Regions from separate parts of the Mus musculus genome. Here all the other regions are linked to region 2. A link is a contact called in public HiChIP or PLAC-seq and Micro-C data. All regions are on one chromosome and are shown on one strand. Each heading gives the region's core, a stretch centred on a gene start, on an enhancer-like site or on the middle of the called end of the contact. The rest is flanking DNA. Distances are from core to core; before and after follow the strand shown.

Region 1 (3,181 bases), core at 242-2,741, 50 kb after region 2:
CGGGGCCAACTACAGACTCTGTTCGTGAAAACGAGCTAGGGCTGGGCTGTCAGTGTGAGTCCCTACTCCTCTCTCTCCCCCTGCTGAGAAGCCCAGGTGAATGGTTGAATGATAGATGGATGGATGCATGGATGAATGGACAGATGGATCAGTGGGTGGGTGGATGGATGGATGGATAGATGGATGGATAAACGAATGGACAGATGGATGAGAGGAACTTCCTACACTTAGAAAGTCTTGCTAGCAGTCCAAAGGCTGTCAGGGGATCACTAGGAACCTAGAAGGGAGTAGGTTTAAAGAACTATTAATGTGGACGTTTTCCTTCTTTAAGAACATTACATTATGGAGCTGGAGGTATGGTTTAGTGGTTACAAGCACTAGCTGCTCTTCTAGAGGACCTGGGTTCGATCCCAGTACCCACATGGTAGCTCCCAGCCATCTGGCACTCCAGACTTAAGAGGATCTGACACCCTTTTCTGGGTTCCTCAGGTACCGGGCATGCTTGCTGCCAAACATGACCCACTCACTAGGTCAGAGCCCACAAGGTGAAAGGACTCACCTGGTTCCTGCAAGTTGTTTTATTAATCCCAAAGATGGAAGAGAAGGACCAAAGTCATCAGGGCCAAGTGTATTAAAGCAACTAATTAGTAAAGCAAGCTTTTTATTCCTGTACAAGGCTGCCTCTCCCTAAGGTGGAGTTTGAGAGGTCAGTAGGAAAGTTTTAACCAAACGGTGCTTAAATATGCCTAAAACAAACAACTCCAAGTATGACTGGCAACATTTAAAGCAACAATGTCTGTTACTGCTGTGTTGAACCAAATTCCCTTCTTGTCTCTCAAGCACCGTTACTAGGCCAGTCGTGGCAGATGAAGAGACTCCCATAGGCTACATCATCCCACTTCCAATGCCAGTTGTGGGGATACTCCTTGGTGAAGCTGAAACCACTGCTAAACCAACAGGCACCCAGAACTTGGGAGAAAAATCCAAGACCCTGAGCCCGGCTGCAATAAGAAGGCAGATCGACTGCTTGGTCCAAAGTCTTTCTGGGGTTCTGCTGACTGCAAAACAGGAAACCCATCAGATGAGGGTTCAGAGGCACGCACCTGCTAGGCACTAGTTCGGGAGAGTCTACACAGTTCGAGATTCCCAGTGTTCTCAATGCCCTAGACATAGGCTGGCCACATGGAATTTGGCGGAGCCAGGGTTGGTCTATTGTGAGAGGGTCCTGGGCCACTTTTCTGGAAGGGTGGAAACCGCAGAGTTGTGTAAAGTCAGCCTGAGGAGCTTGTGGTTCTCGGAGCTCTTGGGAGGACAAGGTGCGATCACAGCCCCAGGAGCCGGAAGAAGCTGTACCGGGGAAGAATCAACTCTGCTCATTGCGGGTGGGTGATAGGCAAGACCGTTACCTTTGGAGCTGCTGCAGCCCAGCTCAAACCCCAGGACACCTTGGATCGTCTCTGCATAAAATAGCCTTCCGTGACCACTCCCACAGGAGGCGGGGCTAGCGGAGAAAGGGCAGGAAAGTGTGGGCCTGTGCACAAAACTTCTGTAGAGCTGAGAACTCTACAACAGTGCCACCTGGAGGTCAGTGGCAGGTCTCATGAGCTAGGTCGGAAGTTGCAGACACCTCTAGCTTCCTGCCTCTCTCTGGCCCATTCATGAGCTGCCCTGGGCTCTCTGTACCCTCCTAGAAGGAGTTTAGCAGGTGGGTGAATCCTGGAGAGCTGTCTCTGTTTTTTTGTTTTGTTTTTTTGTTTTTTGTTTTTTTTTTGAGACAGGGTTTCTCTGTGTAGCTCTGGCTGTCCTGGAACTCACTCTGTAGACCAGGCTGGCCTCGAACTCAGAAATCCGCCTGCCTCTGCCTCCCGAGTGCTGGGATTAAAGGCATGCGCCACCATGCCCAGCTTGTTTTTTGTTTTGTTTTTGTTTTTGTTTTTTTGGCGGGGGAGCTGTCAATGAATTGAGGTTTGCTGGGAGCTCTAGTAAGGGTCCCTGTGGAAGGACAGCAAAGAAGGTCTGTCAGCCCTGATTTACTAATCCAGGAGAAGTTTCCCTCAAACTCTCAGGCAGTTTAGACTGTTCAGAGAATCGAGGGTGGAGCGAATCTCAAGTAGCAAATGTTCACTCCAGGCATCTTTGAGAACATTTATGCAGTAGGGACTTAGAATTTACACCAAATGAAGACTGTAACAAATTGGGACGTGGGGATAAATGGACAAGATTTTCTCACCATAACCCTTTAAAAAGACAGTTGAAGTCAGGGCGGCCGTTCTTGCTTGTAATCCCTGCACTCTGGAGGCTGAGGCAGGAAGTTTGCCAGCAGTCAAAAGTCAGCGGGATTATATAGCAAGCAGTAGACCAGCACCGACCAAATAGCACATGGTGTGGTGGTCTACCCCTGTGATTCCGGCACTCCAGAAACAGGGGCAGGAGAATCAACGCAAGTTCAAGGCTGTCCTGGACAACATAGGAACAACAGGTCTGCCAAGCCCATAGAACAAGACTGTTTCAAATGTCAAAATAGGGTTTGGATTATAGCTTAGCTGATTGGATGCTTGCCTAGTCCTGGGTTAAGGACCCAGTGAGTAAGGTAACACCCTCTTTTCCTGATTCCATTTTGTGTTTGCTTAGACCAGTGGTCCTCACCCTTCCTAATGTTGTGGTGACCCCAACCCTCAATTTATTTTTGTTGCTACTCCATAACTGTAATTTTGCTACTGAATATAATGCAAATATCTGATATGCAGGATATCTATATGTGACCTCTGTGAAAGGTCCTTTAACATCCCCAAAGGGGTGGTGATCCACGAGAACCTAAGGTTTAGAAGGTTCTCACCCTCTACCTGCTTAATAGTGATGTTGCCTAGCAACACATTTGGACTTTCTATGACATTGACCATAGTCCAGATGTATTGATCAAAATAATTATTTTCTGAAACTTAACATTAACTCAGGAAGTTATAAGTAAAACAATAACAACAACCACAGCAACAACAACAACAACAACAACAACAGTCACTTAATGTCTGAAATAATATGAAAAAAAGTTACTATGGTCTTCCTGAAATGAGTGTTTCAAGGTTACTCTGACCCTTATTGAACTCCTAAGTAAATTATAGTCTTTGTGGGGTTTGCCTTTAAAAACATCATTGTGCCTCCAAACTTTTGCACAAGAGACTCT
Region 2 (3,265 bases), core at 684-3,183:
ATGCAAGGGCCAAGAAAATGGGATGTACATCATCAACAAATAACACTATAACCTCAGGTCACATCCATAAACCCAAAGGAAAGAGGTCTACAAGGAAGTGAACACTGTGACCGTAAGCAGAAAGCATGACTCAGGAAAACTAGCAGCAATTTAAACAGTGAAATCGGAGGCTGCCGCTGGCTGAGGATGGGCTGAGGGGTTGGCACCCAAACCTGATAACCAGAGTTCAATTCTTGGACACTAAGATAGGAGAGAATCAACTCCTAAAACTTGTCCTCAGATCTCCAGAGTGCGCTCAAGCACAAGCGTGCTCTCTCTCTCTCTTCTCTCTCTCTCGTCTCTCTCTCTCCCTCTCTCTCTCTCTCTCTCTCACACACACACACACACACACACACACACACACACAATTGAATTACAATAGGGCAGAGAGATGGTCCAGTGGTTAAGAGCACTTCCTGTTCTTCCAACCCAAGTTCAGATCCCAGTGCTAGTGCCAGGCAGGTCACTGCTGCCCCTAACTCCATCTCTAGGGGATCTGAAGCCTTGTTCCTGCCTCCTGGGGCATCCGAATACACAGACACACATACACGTGGATTTTTTTTAAAAAAAAGGAGGAAAAGAAGGTAAAATAAAAAGATGCTAGATAATTTGAGACTTTCTGATACTTGTTTTCATCTTCAAAACAACCTTGGGCATAATTAAGCAAGAAAATCTATTTGTTAGAACTTAAATTATCAAACCCAGACACTATTTTATTATAAATTGTTAAAGATCATTCATCCAAAACATCACAGGCAGTGACAGTTGTTGTGATAAATAATAATGCCAAACCACAGCAATTTCCAAATAACACAACTTTCCAAATAACCTTTAGACATATCCTGCTGACCAGCAAGGTAAAATGACCCGCTTAGCAATTTCAGAGAGTTACTGGGGCAAGTAAACTTGGTTTGGCTAGGAAAACGAAAGTGAGAAAACAGGCTTTAAAAGCATGAGTCTTCTATTAAACTCATTTGCTCTGAGCCCCGTAGTCAGGAAAAGGTAGACACAGAGATCACCACATTCCCATGAAGAAATACGACTCTTGCAATCTAACAATCTGTATACAAAGGTATGAACACATTAACAGCAAGCCAAGGAACAGTCCCGTAAATAAGAGTCTGTAAAGCATTTTATTGAGAAAGAGAAGGACTCCGATCTCGGATATACGCAATTACAGTGCAAAGTAAAACCGAAGTATTCAGTGGTAACTAGTGGCTTCAGTCACAGAAACAGCACGTGCCCCCAGTTATCATAGCACCAAAGAAAGACCGTTATTAAACTATGTGGTAGCTCTCCAAAGTAAACCTCCGGTTCTGGTGACAGGGAGAAATGCAAACTCATCCACGCCCTGACCTTAACGCGACTGAGGTGGATGGGGAGGGGGGGGGCCGGGGGCAGCGGGCCGGGTGACACTGGCCCAGCAGCACCGTGCATCTCAATAGCCAGTTCTCAAATGCGTCCGGCCACGCCCTCCAGCCAGAGCAACCATAAAAGTTTTGCTCCGGAGGGTAAATCAAGTCAGGGATGGTTCACGCCAGAGCTGGGTGGAAACCAGAGGCGCTCTCGTTCCCAGCGCCCGGGAGTCCCGAAGGCATGCGTGGGGTGGATTCCCTGACAGAGTGGACTCACGAACCGGCCCGTCCTCCCCTCCCCCCCCACCCCGCCCGCCGGCGCCGCCGCCCGGTACCTCTCGATGACTGAGGCCACCAGCTGCGGCAACTCCTTCATCTCGAAGGCGGAGTAGGACGCGGACAGGAGGGGCCGCACCGCCACCTCCCAGCCCGGGGTCGTGTCCTGCCCGGTCGCCGGGGCTCCGGGCGCTGGAGCTGCTGCCGCCGCCTCTTCGCCGCCGCTCGTCGCCATCTTTCGTCGTACTACTGCGGCTCCCTCCGGGGGCTTGCCACCGGCCCAGCGCCGCCTCCCGGGAGGGGGCGGAAGTGACGCAATCGTGCGCGTCAGACAGCGCGCCGCGGGTCGCCCAACAAAAACGCAAAGACCTGGACGGCCTCTGACTTCTGCGGGCTTAACCCAGGGTAGTGCGCCTGCGCACGATTGAAAATGCCAGAGGAGGGCTAGGAGCAATGCCCTCTGCGCGTGCGCCATGGCGGCGAGCAACCCTGCGCATGCTCGCGGGAAGCAGTAACTACCGCGCGTGCGCGGGCCCCGCAATAAGCGGCAATATGGTTCCCCAACCTCCTGGAAATGTAAGTTTGTGACTTGGATTCGGAAGAGATGTCTGAACGGCGCCATCCTAGGACAGACAGGGGGGAGAGGAGGCCACAACCTGCTCAGTGTTAGTCACTTCCTCTGCCCAGTGTACCGCATGAGCAGCCAGCCATTCTAGCGCTTACCACTTGGCAAACTTTCTGCGCACACCTTCGCTTAGTAATGATTTTCTTCATGAATTCCTATTTCGCAGCCACTTCTTTATATATTTAGAATTCCTTCGATAATAATCTAGAGAGAACGTTAAGCTTTTTTGAAATTTGGTCCCTATAGGCCAAATTGTCTGCGAACCTTCCTCCCTCAGACCCCAGAGGGTAAGCATTAGTAGCCATCGCAGCAGTCTTTCAGGGGCCCCTATTTGGGTTGACTGTTGATTTCAGCAATCCTTCTATCTTCACCTCCAGTGGAATTACAGGTGTGGGTGTCCACACCTGTTTATAGTTCTGTCGGGAAGGGGGAGGATGGTCTTATTTTATTCGGGCGTTTCCACTGTAGCTCAGGCTGACATGGAACACTAACACAATCCTCTTGCCTCAGCCTCTCAAAGTGCCAAGATCATCACCACGTCTGGCCATCAGCAGTAATAACAAGTCTCATATTTCTGGCTTTGGGGTGTCAAGGCACTCGGAATAAACATCTTCCTTTTCAAATACATAATTTAGTAGTGGAGGTTCTTGGGATAACATCTATGTTGTAAATTTAGACTGAGGAGCTCAAGAGATAACTTGACAGTTCCATTCTCACCACCCAGGTCTAGCTGTTATGGTTGTAACTCCAGTTCCAGGAGATCTGCTGTCTTCTTCTGGACTCTATAGAAACCTCCATTCCCAGGTGCACACACCCTCCACACATATACACACATGTATGGTGTGTGTGTATATATATATATATATATATATATATATGCGCGCACATAAATCTATTTAAAGTGTTTGGTATGCCATCACTGGGGAGGCAGAGAATTACCACAAACTCAAGACCAGTCTGGTCTACGTAG
Region 3 (3,469 bases), core at 928-3,427, 42 kb before region 2:
GCAGAAGCCAAGCGGGTTAGCGTCAGCTTCCTCTTACTGGAATCTGCTTGCTTCAGGAGCGCTGAGAGCTGCAGCACTGTGATCTGCAAAGGGAGTGCAAGCTGCAGAGGCCCAGGCGCTGGCCAGCCAGGGCCCCCCAGGCCCTCGTGGAGTCTAAGGTAGGCAGTTAAGGAGGCTCCCTGGGGAGAAGGGTAAGTCACTGCCTGGCTTTGCGGATTTAGTCTCTTAGAAAACCTGTAGATCAAGTTCAGCCTCTACTTCTCCCCAAAAGACAGACATGGAAGGTCATGCTCCCCTTCTCCCAGTGAGGACAAGAATGGCAAGTAATGAACCCGACTGTTCTGTGCAGAATCTCCTCCTAACATATCCAATCCCTAGGCACCACCGCCTCAAGCGCCCCATTAAGCTCCTTCTGGACCATCTGCTTTAAGGACTGTCCACACTGTCAGTTAAGGTAAGACAGCCTCCCTGATGAGAGGCAAAAACAGCAAAGAGATGCCTAGCATTCCCCAACGGAGTGTCTGCATCCCTGGAGCAGGAATTATTAAACAAGGAACACTGGCTTCTTAAGAAGACTTCTGCCTCTCTGCTTGTACCTTTCCACGTCCAAAAATGGGCGGGGATGGGAACTAAGTTGTCCTGAACACCAGCCAATCACTTGCCAGAGCCTTTCCCAAGTCACCTCAGTTCTAGTGATAACCAATACTCAGGTCCAAGCCAAAAGGGTTAATGAGATCAGTCTCGTCCTCAGAAACAAAGTGTGGGTGTTTCCCCTCAGAGGGTCAATTTGAACACCGATCCTAAAACGAATGGGAAGGAATCATGGGACCTACCTTGCCCTTCTCATGGCTAACAGCCAAATGCTGGCGGCGCCCATGGGGGGAAGAAAGCACACACATAGCCACCCGTCTCAGCACGTGGGCACTGATCAGCTGCCGTATAGTCTGGCCCTGGTCTCCGCTGTAATTCATCCGAACATTCTCAAAGGCACCTTCCTGTGAGCCTAAGGTGGGAACCTGGCAGAAGGGAGAAGCAGAGAAAGTATTGGAGAAAGCAAGTAAGACTAGGTGGGTTCATCCACTGTCACCTGGGGGGCAGTGCAACCCTTAGTCATTCAGCAGTATTCAATCTGGGAGGCAGGGCTTTGTGAATCTGACCAAAATCAATTATATGCATTCACATAATTCTCAAATAATAAAATTACTAACAACAAAGGAAAAGTAGAAGGGCATGGTGGCAAAAGCCTATTATACTCCCAGCACTTGGGAGGCAGAGGCAGGTTGAAGTCCGAGTACCAGGCTAGCCTGGTCTATATAATGAGTTCAGGCCAGCCAGAGCTCAAAACAAGTAAGTGACTTTAGCCTGCAGTCCACTATCCTCCACTGATTAAAGTCTACTGCTTCAGTCTGGTTCCAAGAGCAGGGTCAAAGTCTCATGAAAGTAAATGAAGTGCTGCTGTTCTCCAACGTTAAAATGCATTTTCACTTAAAGTGATGGTAATGATACAGAGTATTTTCCCTTCATGCATCACACCTGGCAAAAGTGAACTTGGCAACTTAGTGGGTCACCAACTTCCACCCTTAATTTTGATGTCAGTATTTAAAATCTTCAATGCCCTTCTCTGGGTGTCTGTCCACACATATACTGGCCAGAGCTCCCAGCTCCGGGAGTCAGTCCTGCACTGGCTGGACCTGCTGCCCACACACTGCCAAGTGGTCCTCCCTGCAGGGGTTCCCAGTAAGACTCAGCACTGTGAGCACAACTCCCAGGCAGAAACGCTCTCCTAGGCCCCTTCTAAATTCACACGCGCACACTCCTGTTCTTCTTACTTATCCCTACGGCTCACATGACTGACAGGCTGCAAGAGTAACTGAAGGAAAGCTGTCTTCAACTCAGGCTGGAAGTCAGCAAAGGACGAAGCTATTCTGCAAGCTACTAAGCCTTAAGAGAGAGGACACAAGCAAGAGGCTTTCGATTTTATACAAGGAAATTTCAGTTATAGTGCCCACAAAATGGAGTTCCTCACATCTTAGGAGTTCATACACATACATGCTTTAGTAAAAAGAGGACTTGCTTGCTAAATACCAGGACTCTAGTCAGACACACCTCATCTGTGGGTTACTAACTGCTCAGTAGAGCTGAGGAAAGCTGTGACCACAGATTCTAGGTTCTGCATGCTTATGACTCACTGCTAAGTCTCTTCCTCAGTTGCTGTGGCCACTATCAGACACCATGACACACAGGTTGTACAGTCAGCAAACCTCAAGACCCTGACATACCATCAGCTGGTCTGTCATCTCCACACCCTTGTCCACTGTGTGCAGTTCACTGAGGGCCTGCTGGGCCCTGCTGCTGCTCCCCACGGCTGAAGCCTGCTGAAAGTTGGTCTGAATGGCATCCATGAGGAAACTGAGCATGTCTAACACGAGAGGAGCGAAGGAGAAATTGGCCTGAGAGAAATGGAAACACACACGTGAAAAAGTAAAAATCAATAAAAATCACGAGTCGCACACGACAATCCTGACAGTCACTGTCTGGAGCTGAGCTCGTCCCCTCTCCAGAACCCTAGCTCTGTAGACAGTGAGAGGACGATCTAAGCCGAGGTCCCACAGGCACCCTAAGTCACTCAAGGCACCTAGCATGTTTAACTACGCCTCCTATGCATACAGAATGGACAAACGGGAAACACAATCACTCAATGGCTTCTGCATTCTGGGCCCAGATGAGAACTCCTAGCCAAGAAAGTAGGTTCCAGAATATCACTCCCGCTAGCTGTAAGCCCTTCCCCAAAGATGGGCTACTTGCACGCACACTACATAACTATGAAAGAAAACACTGGGCTAGCAGGGGAGGCTCAGACCACTGATGAGGCCTGCTGGACTCTGTCCTGTGCACCAGTGCCCACCAGGAAGCCCCACCTGATTCTGCAGCTCCTCACGACACCCCTCAACTGTACGGCACAGGCTGCTCTTCTTGGGCTTCTCTTCATCTGTAACCTTCCCATCACTGATGGTGACCTTGGCCTTGTCAGCAGGAGAGGTGCTGGCATGGCGCACCAGACTTTCGGAAACCCTAGGTTCGCTCTGAAATGCTGACTCCTTCATGGTAGAGCTCATGCCACTGCTAGGAGTTCGCTTCACCAGGGCCTGGAAACAGAACTCATCAGTGTCCCTATGTCCCTGCCACAGTCAGGTCAGACAGCGCTGAGCCACTGGAAGGCAGATCACGGGGCTCACTCGACCATCTTCATGCCCCTCAGAGCATTAGGCCTGACTATGTGACAAGGATGCTGCTTTTAATGCTCTCAGTGAAGTGTTGGGGCCACAAAGGGATTCATCACTAATACTACAATGACAACAAATGCTTGGCCACACAGAGCTGAGGTGGGAATTTTCTGGTCTGCTTTAGATATTCCTGTATTACTAACAAGTTGCCCATGTGACTGTGAAGGTCCCATCACTCACCAAGC

Evidence for each region. Hi-C and Micro-C count contacts between places; a contact is called where the count stands out from the background. HiChIP or PLAC-seq counts read pairs in DNA pulled down with a chosen protein or histone mark.
Region 1: a contact with region 2 is called in a Micro-C map of the G1E-ER4 cell line. The contact joins the enhancer-like site here to the promoter of Ubr4 in region 2. A contact is called at or near these places in 3 of 39 promoter capture datasets (erythroid cells, liver and macrophages), 9 of 484 Hi-C or Micro-C datasets (CD4 T cells, the G1E-ER4 cell line, Sertoli cells and 5 more), 6 of 115 datasets of contacts at active chromatin or transcription factors (the HPC-7 cell line, the SCID.adh cell line, effector CD8 T cells and 2 more) and 2 of 9 other capture datasets (adipose tissue and pancreatic islet).
Region 3: a contact with region 2 is called in an H3K4me3 HiChIP or PLAC-seq map of bone marrow-derived macrophages, with 2.4 times the contacts expected there. The contact joins the enhancer-like site here to the promoter of Ubr4 in region 2. A contact is called at or near these places in 1 of 39 promoter capture datasets (macrophages), 8 of 484 Hi-C or Micro-C datasets (bone marrow-derived macrophages, cerebral cortex, embryonic fibroblasts and 3 more), 14 of 115 datasets of contacts at active chromatin or transcription factors (the 230-238 cell line, the HPC-7 cell line, the SCID.adh cell line and 5 more) and 4 of 9 other capture datasets (adipose tissue, embryonic stem cells, macrophages and 1 more).

What each region holds. Positions count from the first base shown.
Region 1 is chr4:139,329,136-139,332,316 of GRCm38.p6, reverse strand. No RefSeq gene overlaps it. Among named protein-coding and RNA genes, the nearest start is that of Akr7a5, 20 kb to the right of the region's middle. Within about 2 kb of position 1,491, at least 63 of the 459 cell types and tissues checked have an H3K27ac peak or open chromatin away from gene starts, as enhancers often do. A contact at or near this core is called in the G1E-ER4 cell line, the SCID.adh cell line, adipose tissue and 3 more, where this site is marked.
Region 2 is chr4:139,379,327-139,382,591 of GRCm38.p6, reverse strand. It overlaps Ubr4 (ubiquitin protein ligase E3 component n-recognin 4), which reads right to left and starts at 1,933. Exons shown (of 106, transcript NM_001160319.1): 1 at 1,730-1,933. The coding sequence starts at 1,905.
Region 3 is chr4:139,421,374-139,424,842 of GRCm38.p6, reverse strand. Ubr4 (ubiquitin protein ligase E3 component n-recognin 4) reads right to left here. Exons shown (of 106, transcript NM_001160319.1): 37 at 3,465-3,469; 38 at 2,919-3,146; 39 at 2,280-2,450; 40 at 834-1,016; 41 at 1-83. Among named protein-coding and RNA genes, the nearest start is that of n-TVaac1, 7.5 kb to the left of the region's middle. Within about 2 kb of position 2,177, at least 35 of the 459 cell types and tissues checked have an H3K27ac peak or open chromatin away from gene starts, as enhancers often do. A contact at or near this core is called in bone marrow-derived macrophages, intestinal villus epithelium and liver, where this site is marked.